2 separate regions of the Sus scrofa genome follow, and region 2 is linked to region 1. A link is a contact called in public Hi-C data. All regions are on one chromosome and are shown on one strand. The core of a region is the stretch at or near the end of the contact, and the rest is flanking DNA. Distances in the headings are between cores, read along the strand shown.

Evidence for each region. Hi-C and Micro-C count contacts between places; a contact is called where the count stands out from the background.
Region 2: a Hi-C map of liver shows a contact between it and region 1, with 2.5 times the contacts expected there. The contact joins the promoter of GDPD5 here to the enhancer-like site in region 1. A contact is called at or near these places in 2 of 5 promoter capture datasets (fetal skeletal muscle and liver) and 9 of 47 Hi-C or Micro-C datasets (embryonic fibroblasts, epiblast stem cells, fetal heart ventricle and 6 more).

Annotation. Positions count from the first base shown.
Region 1 is chr9:9,535,402-9,539,461 of Sscrofa11.1, reverse strand. It overlaps ARRB1 (beta-arrestin-1), which reads left to right. Exons shown (of 15, transcript XM_021062515.1): 6 at 354-413; 7 at 1,153-1,220; 8 at 3,597-3,732. Among named protein-coding and RNA genes, the nearest start is that of TPBGL, 35 kb to the right of the region's middle. Within about 2 kb of position 1,796, at least 22 of the 83 cell types and tissues checked have an H3K27ac peak or open chromatin away from gene starts, as enhancers often do. A contact at or near this core is called in liver, omental adipose tissue, retroperitoneal adipose tissue and 1 more, where this site is marked.
Region 2 is chr9:9,736,663-9,740,760 of Sscrofa11.1, reverse strand. It overlaps GDPD5 (glycerophosphodiester phosphodiesterase domain-containing protein 5), which reads left to right and starts at 2,575. Exons shown (of 18, transcript XM_021062519.1): 1 at 2,575-3,385.

The DNA of each region.
Region 1 (4,060 bases), core at 547-3,046:
CTTTGGAGAGTAGGAGGTAGACCCCTGGGGGAGGCCACTTCTCTGCCTACCACAGCGGACTTCTTGGAAAGACCTTTGCCGCTCTCCTTCTGTGGGGCCTGTGCTGGGCTAAACCCTTAGATAAAGAAAAGCACTGAAATTCTTGGCTTTGCTGGAGGGACCTCTGGTCTCACACGGGGCGTGGCCCGGCGTGGTCTGATGGCGGAGACGTGGCCTGTCCTCTGAATTCCCTAGTCTGATGGAAGGAGCCTGTCCTGAGGGGCCCCTGCTCTGATGAATGGGGGGTGGGGGTGGGGGCGGAGACCCAGGGAGGCCCGAGGTGAATGTGACAGGTCCGTCTGTCCTCTTCACAGATCCCTCCGAACCTCCCATGCTCTGTGACGTTGCAGCCGGGGCCTGAAGACACAGGGAAGGTGGGTCCCCCCAAGGGAGCATCTCTCTGGGTCCAGGACGCTGTGTCCCCAGTCCCCACCTTCTCTCTGGGGGTGCTGGAACCCTCCCTGTAGACACCTCCTGTGTCTAGACCAGGCTGATCCCACCTCAGATGAGGAGTCTTTTCAGATGGGGCGACAGGTATGGTATCATCCTTGCCCCCTGGCTCAGTGATGTGCCCAGGGCCTCTCCTGAGTCACTTGCCCTTCGGTGTTGGCTGCAGAATGTTCTCTGGACAACGGTCGGGCCTCACAACCTTGTGTGGAGGTGCACCCATCACCATTTCTCAGGGGGGGAGACTGAGGCTCGGAGAACCTCTCAGGCCTCAGATCTGCGACATGGAGGTGATGGGACCTGCCTTGTGGCGTGTCCGGAGGGTGGAGTGAATGCTGAAGGGCACAGCGGTCAGTGCGGGGTCCGCGTGCAGGCGGCGCTCCCTGCGCGGGGCTGCCGAGGTCCCGCTGTCCTTGCTGGGCGGCTGCCTCGATGTGGACAGGAGTCTTCAGAGGAGCCGGTCAGGGAGCAGCTCCGTGGGAGGGTCGGATGGGGGAGGCAGCCCTGCACTTTTTCCTTTGCAGCGCAGTGCACGGTGCACGAGAGGGCTCAGGCTGTGGGAACATGTGTTCCTGTCCCGTGGCCTTGGTAAATGAGGGCAGGCCAGCCGTGCCCACAGGAGCCTGCCCTCTCCAAGGCCCTGTGCTCAGAAACCCTTCCCCACAGGCCTGCGGTGTGGACTACGAAGTAAAAGCCTTCTGTGCAGAGAACCTGGAGGAGAAGATCCACAAGCGGTGAGGAGAGGCAGCTTCGGCCGCCTGGGTGTGGGCTGCCTGCTGGCCGTCGGGGGAGACAGGATCGGAAAAGTCCGAAGAGGATAGAAGGAACAATGCCTGGAAGTGTGTGAGGAGGGGCTGCATTCCAGCCTTGGGAACTCTGCAGAGGGCACAGGGGAAGGCTGGCAGGTCGGGAGGGCTTCCTGGAGGAGGTGGCTCCGTTGCTCTGGCTCAGGCCTCAGCGCTTTGTCCTTGGCACCACTCTGTACCCACTTCCTTCATCTCCCTGCCTCTAATCTCTTCCTCTCCAGACTTCGTGTCCTTTAATTTGTTTTGGAAAAAACCTGAAATTCAGATTGTTTTCAACAGTGAGCAAGATGTTTCCCCTGCCATTCTGGCCCAACTTCCCAGTTCTCTTGGGAGGCCATCAGCAGGGGGTTGGGGGTGGCAAGGGGGGTCGGGGGGGAGGGGAGGGAGCTGTGTCCGTGGAGGCCCCTGAGCAAAGGAGGGAAGTGGAGAAGGTGAAGCTGCCCAGGGCAGAGAGAGGAGGAGGTCAGCCTTGTCTCAGAGGAGGGAAGCATTTTACTGGAGAGACACAGCCCTGGCTGGACAGAAAGCCCAGACCAGCTGCCGGGAGTAGCTGGCCCTTACCTCTGGGGTGAGCTGCCCAGCCCCGCTCCCATACCTGCCCCTCCTGGGCTCAGACTGCGCTTGGCCTCCTGGAAGGGCTTAGCCAGCAACTCTGCAGCCCCTGCCCCCAGTCACCGGCGCTGCAACCCCTTGGTGAGTGGGCCAAGTTGCCACCTGGTGGTTACATGTGGCATTGCAGGCGTCTCCCACTCCAGCCTGGCAGCTCATGTGCGTGGCGAGAGGGAACCCGTCTCCTCTGCTTCTCTGTACCCTTTTTCTTCTGAAGACCTGAGACCAGGAAAAAGGAAGGGGGTTGTAGGTTGTGGTAGGGGGTCTAGCCAGAGCAAGGCGGGGGAGGCAGCCCTGAGAGCCAGCACTCTCAACCTGCACCCATGGGACATTTTAAAGCCACGCCAGAGTTACCCCTTAACATAATACAGCAGCTCGCACTTATCAAGAGCTTATTATACACCAGACACAGTTCAAAGTGATGGACACGTACGAGCTAATTTAATCCACACAGCAAGCGTAAGAAGAGGGTCCTGCCATTGTCGCCATTTTACAGATGAGGAAACTGAGGCCCAGGGGTTCATTTACTCAAGGTCATGCCGTTAGTAAGGGGAGGGCTAGGACTTGAATCCTGGCTGTCTGGCTCCAGGGAACGGAGGTGGCTTCTCTGAGAATCAGGGATGCCAGCACACCCAGCCCCCACGGAGACTGCCTGTCCTGCTGTCCTCCCTGAGCCCCGTCGCCGGGCCACCCTCATCTCACTGAGTCTTTATCTCCTTTACTGGTCCTCGTCGCCTGACTGCATATGCGTCCTTTCCCTGAACTCATCACCTCCTCAAGCCCCCGTTCTTCCTGGGGCCCTTGTCCCCGTGCACATTTTTATTTAATAAATACTCAGCAGGTATTCAGTACATGGCGGCCGGCGTTGTCGTAGGTACTGAGAACATAGCAGTCAACGATTTAGACAGAAACGTCTATCCTGAAAGAGCTCACGTTCTTAGGTGCCATGGGGACGCAGGAAGTGAAACATAGTCGCTTTCTTAGCATCCTGCTGGCTACCAAGACACAGAGCCACATAACGTGCTGCCACGGGATGGCTTGGCCCCTGATGTGGTAGGAGTTCAGAGCAGTTGACCTTGAGGAAGGAAGGTCAGTTGACCTCGGGGAAGGAAGCGGATGAGGGCGGAAGCTGGAAGGGGATGTTATAGGCTGGGACTGAGCGTAAGCAAAGCTTCAGAAATAGGACCAGATAGGGAGTTCCCGACGTGGCTCAGCGGTAATGAACCCAGACTAGCATCCATGAGGACGCAGGTTCTATCCCTGGCCTCGCTCAGGGGGTTAAGGATCCGGCGTTGCCGTGAGCTGTGGTGTAGGTCAAAGACATGGCTTCGATCTCATTTGCTGTGGCTGTGGTGTAGGCCGGCAGCTACAGCTCTGATTCGACCCCTCGCCTGGAGCCCTCCATAGGTCGCAGGTGCAGCCCTAAAAGAACAAAAAAAGAAAAGAAAAGGAAAGAAATAAGACAGACTATCAGGGGCGATAGTGAGAAAGTAGGGGGAGCTGGGGGACGAGACGGAGGGGCTTGAAGGGGGACCAGATGGTGTCAAGGCCACATGCCCACCTCTGGGTTTTGGACCAGGTTCCAAGGCCGCGGGAGCCATGGCAGCCTCTTAGGCCAGAGAGGGATGTGAGGGTCGCAGGGCAAGGGGTGGCGGCAGGTGACCGTGGTGTCTTCTGCTCTGCCATCCCCTCTAGGAACTCCGTGCGTCTGGTCATCCGGAAGGTGCAGTATGCCCCGGAGAGGCCCGGCCCCCAGCCCACCGCCGAGACCACCAGGCAGTTCCTCATGTCGGACAAGCCCTTGCATCTAGAGGCTTCCCTGGATAAGGAGGTAGGGGGCTCGGGCTTGGCGGGGGGTGGGGGCTCTCTCCCCGGGGCGGAAGCCTCGGATCCCAGCTCTCGGGGCCTCTGGGACTCCTCGGTAGGAGCTTCCGCCCCCAGCCTGAGGACCACAGGGCTCGGGATCTGAGACCTCCCCTGAGGGATTTGGAGAAGCCTCCTGGGGACGAAAGGGGTGGCCCTTGACTTCAGAAGTCAGAGTACCCCCAGCGGGGTCCTGGGTCCTGGCCCTCCCCCTGCACCCCCATCCTCCCTAGAAGCGTGAGCACCCTCTCTTCCTCTTGGAGTGGGGGCAGCTGAAGGCAGGCTCTTGGGCCAAG
Region 2 (4,098 bases), core at 1,326-3,825, 200 kb before region 1:
GTGGTGGGTGGGGCCACACAGCCACGGAGGTGCTCCTGGCCCGGTGGGTCCAACTAGACACGACATACCCAATTGCAGAGTCTTTAAGCCAAGAGATTCCCCACCAAAGGCAGATGTCCTGGGGGAGTCCAGGAAGGCTTCTTGGAGGAGGAGGCGCTTGATCTGAGAGACGGAGCATTCATTCAACAAGCATTTGCCAAGCCCCGACTACATGCCAGACTCTGCTAGGCTCTGAGATACAACAAGAAGGAGCACAGGAGGGCATCTGACCCAGTTTCTTTCCTCCAGCCCAGCAGGGAACTAGGAATTTCTTCAGGGGAGAAGGAGAATGTGGTCCCCCAGACAAGCCAGAGGGACCATGTGGAGGGGAGAGGCTATCCTGCTTGTGGGTGGAGCTGGGGGAAGTGATTGAAAGGTGAGGCTGGTGGGGCTGGCAGAGAGCCACAAGGGCAGGGCTGGCACACCAGGCTAGGGACCTAGGACCTGATCATGCTGGCGACTGGGAGCCACAGAAGGTTCCGGGCAGAGGGAGAAGTCACAGGGTTTCTTAGCAAAACAGCTTTGGAGCCCTCCAGCCACAGCCACCAGGTGAGCTTCCTAGGGCCAGCCTCCCCACCCCCCACTCCTGGGCTTGGCCAGGGGAGGGCACCCCGTCCCACCCCACACCTCTACCATTCTGGACTTCAGCCTCCAGCTCACCCTCTCTCTTGTTCTCCCAACGGCACTCTCAGGCAGGTGCGCTCTGGAGAGGGGATGGGACGGAGCTCTGGGTCCAGGCCTCACAGAGGACTCCGGCCCTTCACACCATTTGCCCCTTGTGGGCTTTAAGTGTTTTCCTGCTCCCCAGTTTCCCTACAAAGTGCTGCCTTTCCCATGTCAACGCCTGGCTTAAAAATCTTCCCAGGGCCAGGGGCCCCCTCTGATACCCAGTGAGTCCAGACTCAGGAGCTTTATTTATTTATTTATTTATTTATTTATTTATTTATTTATTTATTTATATTTTAGGGCCACACCTGCAGCATATGGAAGTTCCCCGACTAGGGGTTGAATCCGAGCTGCAGCTGCCGGATTCTCATTGTGGCTGAGCCACAGTGAGAACTCCCAGACCCAGGGGCTTTAAAGCTGGGACCTCGGCAAACCCCTGTGAGGTTCAGGGTCGTGAGCTAGATCTCAACACAGTTCTTGGCCCCTAGAAAAAGGTCATCTATCTCCTTGTCTGGCTCCACCCGCCTCTTCCCATCTGTTCTGCTGTCTCTTCTCTGGGAGGTCCACAGCCACCCTGAACTTGGCCGGGTTCTTCAACAGAGCAGCGCCCTTCCCCACACCCGGGGTTCTGCCCAGGGTGGCCTCTGTGCAGACAGAGGTTCCCTCCCAAGCTAGCTAACCCCTGACTTCTGGCCTGAGTCTGCCTGTCCCTCCCTGAGAGAAGCCTCTCCCAATCCCCCCAGAATAGGCCAGGGGTCCCCAGAAGCATCCTTTCAGACTCCATGCTTTTGCATGTGCTGCTTCCTCTGCCAGGAAGACCCTTCCCTCCCTCCTCTGAAGCCTGGTGGCTGGCCAGTCCCTGCCAAGTCGCAACATCTCTATTTCCCTTTTATACACGAGGAACCAGAGGCTCAGAGGGGTTGAGCAACCTGTTCAAAGCCACACAGCTTTGTCCTAGAATGTAATAGTGATGAGTGGGTGGAATCCTATCCCAGCTTATGGTCTTGGGAACATCATTTGGCTCCTCTCTGCTTTGGTGGCCTCATCGCTGAAATGGGGTACCTACTGCATAAGGCTGGTGGTGAGGCTTCGGGAAGCTTGTACTGTGCCGCCTCCATTCCTTCACTTGCCAGGCCCATTAGTGGCGTTCCCATGGCCCCTACAGGACACTCAACACTCATTCATTTAATCCCGAAAACCATCCAAGACCTGCCCTGTGTCCCGCCTTATGCAAGCCTAGCTCCTGTCCCAAGGCTCTGGGGCCGGGGAGGGGAGGAGCACAGGGTAGAAACATCAAGATTCAAGGAGTGTGCTGTCCTCACACACTTTTGCTCTTGACTGCTTATTTTTCCCGAAACCTGAAATCAGAATATTTCACGGCATCCAACCCTCATCTCCTCGCGATGAGCCCTAGAGGCCGCAGAGGGAGAAGGTACTGGGGTGCTGTGAGGGCGTGTCTCACCGGTTCCGAGGGCTCCACTCTCCCTGGACTCCACTACCTCTGATAACGCATCTGGCCTCCATCCGGCCTCTTTTTTCCCCACCCCGACCCCTGTTCCTACCCCTTGACTTCCCCACCGCTGTGTCCCAGACAAACCGGAGCTCACCACTTCTCCTCTATCCGGGTCCCCAGGATACCCTCGCCACACGCCCAGCTCTTTAAACCTCTATCACCCGGATCCATTGTCCTCTCCGGCCGCACCTCTCCATCTCTGCCCCGCCCTCTCCGAGGTAGACTCCACGTTCCGCAGAGCTCCGCTCCTTTCCCACTCTCCCATTGGCCCTCGTGGCCCGACAGCGCGGGACGGGGGGAGGGGATCTGGAGTGCGCCCCGCCCCTTGCCTGTGGCCGGGCGAGGGCGTGGCCTCGGGTGACCCCGCCCCAATTCGGGCGGGGCCGCGTTGGCCGGCGCTCCGGCGCTGGGCGGCGCTGCCTCGGCTCTGCTCGACTCCGGCTCAGGCTCCTGCGGCAGCTCCTGTGGGGGTGGGCGGCGGGGCTGACAGCGGCGGTGGCAGCGGCTGCGGCTCGAGGCTGAGCGAGCGGCGGGCCAGCCGGGAGAAGAGGAGGAAGTGGAGCCGCGGCTGTGAGCTCTGGAGTCAGCTGCCACGCCGAGGACCGCCCCATTTTGCAGAGCGAGCCGAGTCCGGACCTAGGAAGACTTCTCTACCGGGCTCCAGCCGCCGCGGCTCCGCGTCTTCTCGCCCGCGCCCTGCCTTGCCCCGCCAACCCCAGCCCGGTTCTGCGCTCCGCGGTCCGGGGCGTGTGGCCGGGACGCCTCAAACCCCTGACCCTGATCCAGTGCACCAGGGCGGGACGCTCCTGGCCCACCACACGGCTCTGGGATTACCGGCTCCTTCCCAGCCTTTCTCTAGTGTGTGCCGAAGCCCCTAGCCCTCCGCCCGGGATTAAGGCAGGGTGCCCCCACCCCTCCGTCTGAGTGCAAAGGAGCCCGGACCTTCAGCTGCCTCTGCCCCGGTGCTTCGGATTTGGTGCGGTGCTAACGTCCAGGAAGCCCCGACCCGGGCCCAGAGCCCTATGAGGGGTCCCAGGCGGGCTGGCCCGTCGGACTGAACCGGACTGGGCTGGTGCTGTGAGACGAAGCAGCCACCTTCCTGCCGCCCCGGGCGAGGGGCTGAGCGCTTGCCCCGAAGAAAACACAGGGGAGAGCCGAGTGCTGCAGGTGAGAGAGCCCCGGATGCCGGGCGCGGGCGGCCTCCGACCCAGTTTGGGCAGCGCCGGGGCCACCTGCGGGCGTGCACCGGGCGCTAGCTGCGCCGGCAGCTGGCTAGGAGGGGCGCGGGGAGAGGAGGGGGAAGGGAGCCAACCGGCACTTATTGAGCGCCCATTGTGTGCGGGTCCGCGCCCCACCCTTGCGCAAATGATCCTTCAAACGGCCCGCTATCACTCTGAGTGATGAAAGGTGTTGTGTGCTGGTACCGGCGCTTGCAGATGGGGAAAGTGAGGTTCAACGAGGTTAATTAGCCCCGCTCGCTTTCCTCGAGGACTGAGACTGGGGAGGAACGTTAGGCTGGAGAGGGAAAGGAGCTGAGAGTGGAGAGAAGAAAGGAAGTGCGGGGCCGCCAGGCAGGAGATGGGGGAGGGGTCAAGGTGGGGCATCGGGGAGCTGATCCCCAGGCCAGGGACGCGGCTTTTCCTGGCCCCTTTCCCTCTCATCCATTGGCCGTGTCACTTCCCAGGAAAGGTGATCCGGAGTGGAGGACGGAGGTGGAAGCTTCCCAGGCTTCCCTCCCTGACAGAGAGCAGCTGCCCCTGTCCCCCGTGGGTCAGACCCCGGGGTCTCTGAGACACTCTGGAAGCCCCAAGACGCTGCTTATCTGCTGGGAGAATGCAATGAGGAGGGCTCCACGTCAGAGCCCATCAGAGCTGTAGGAA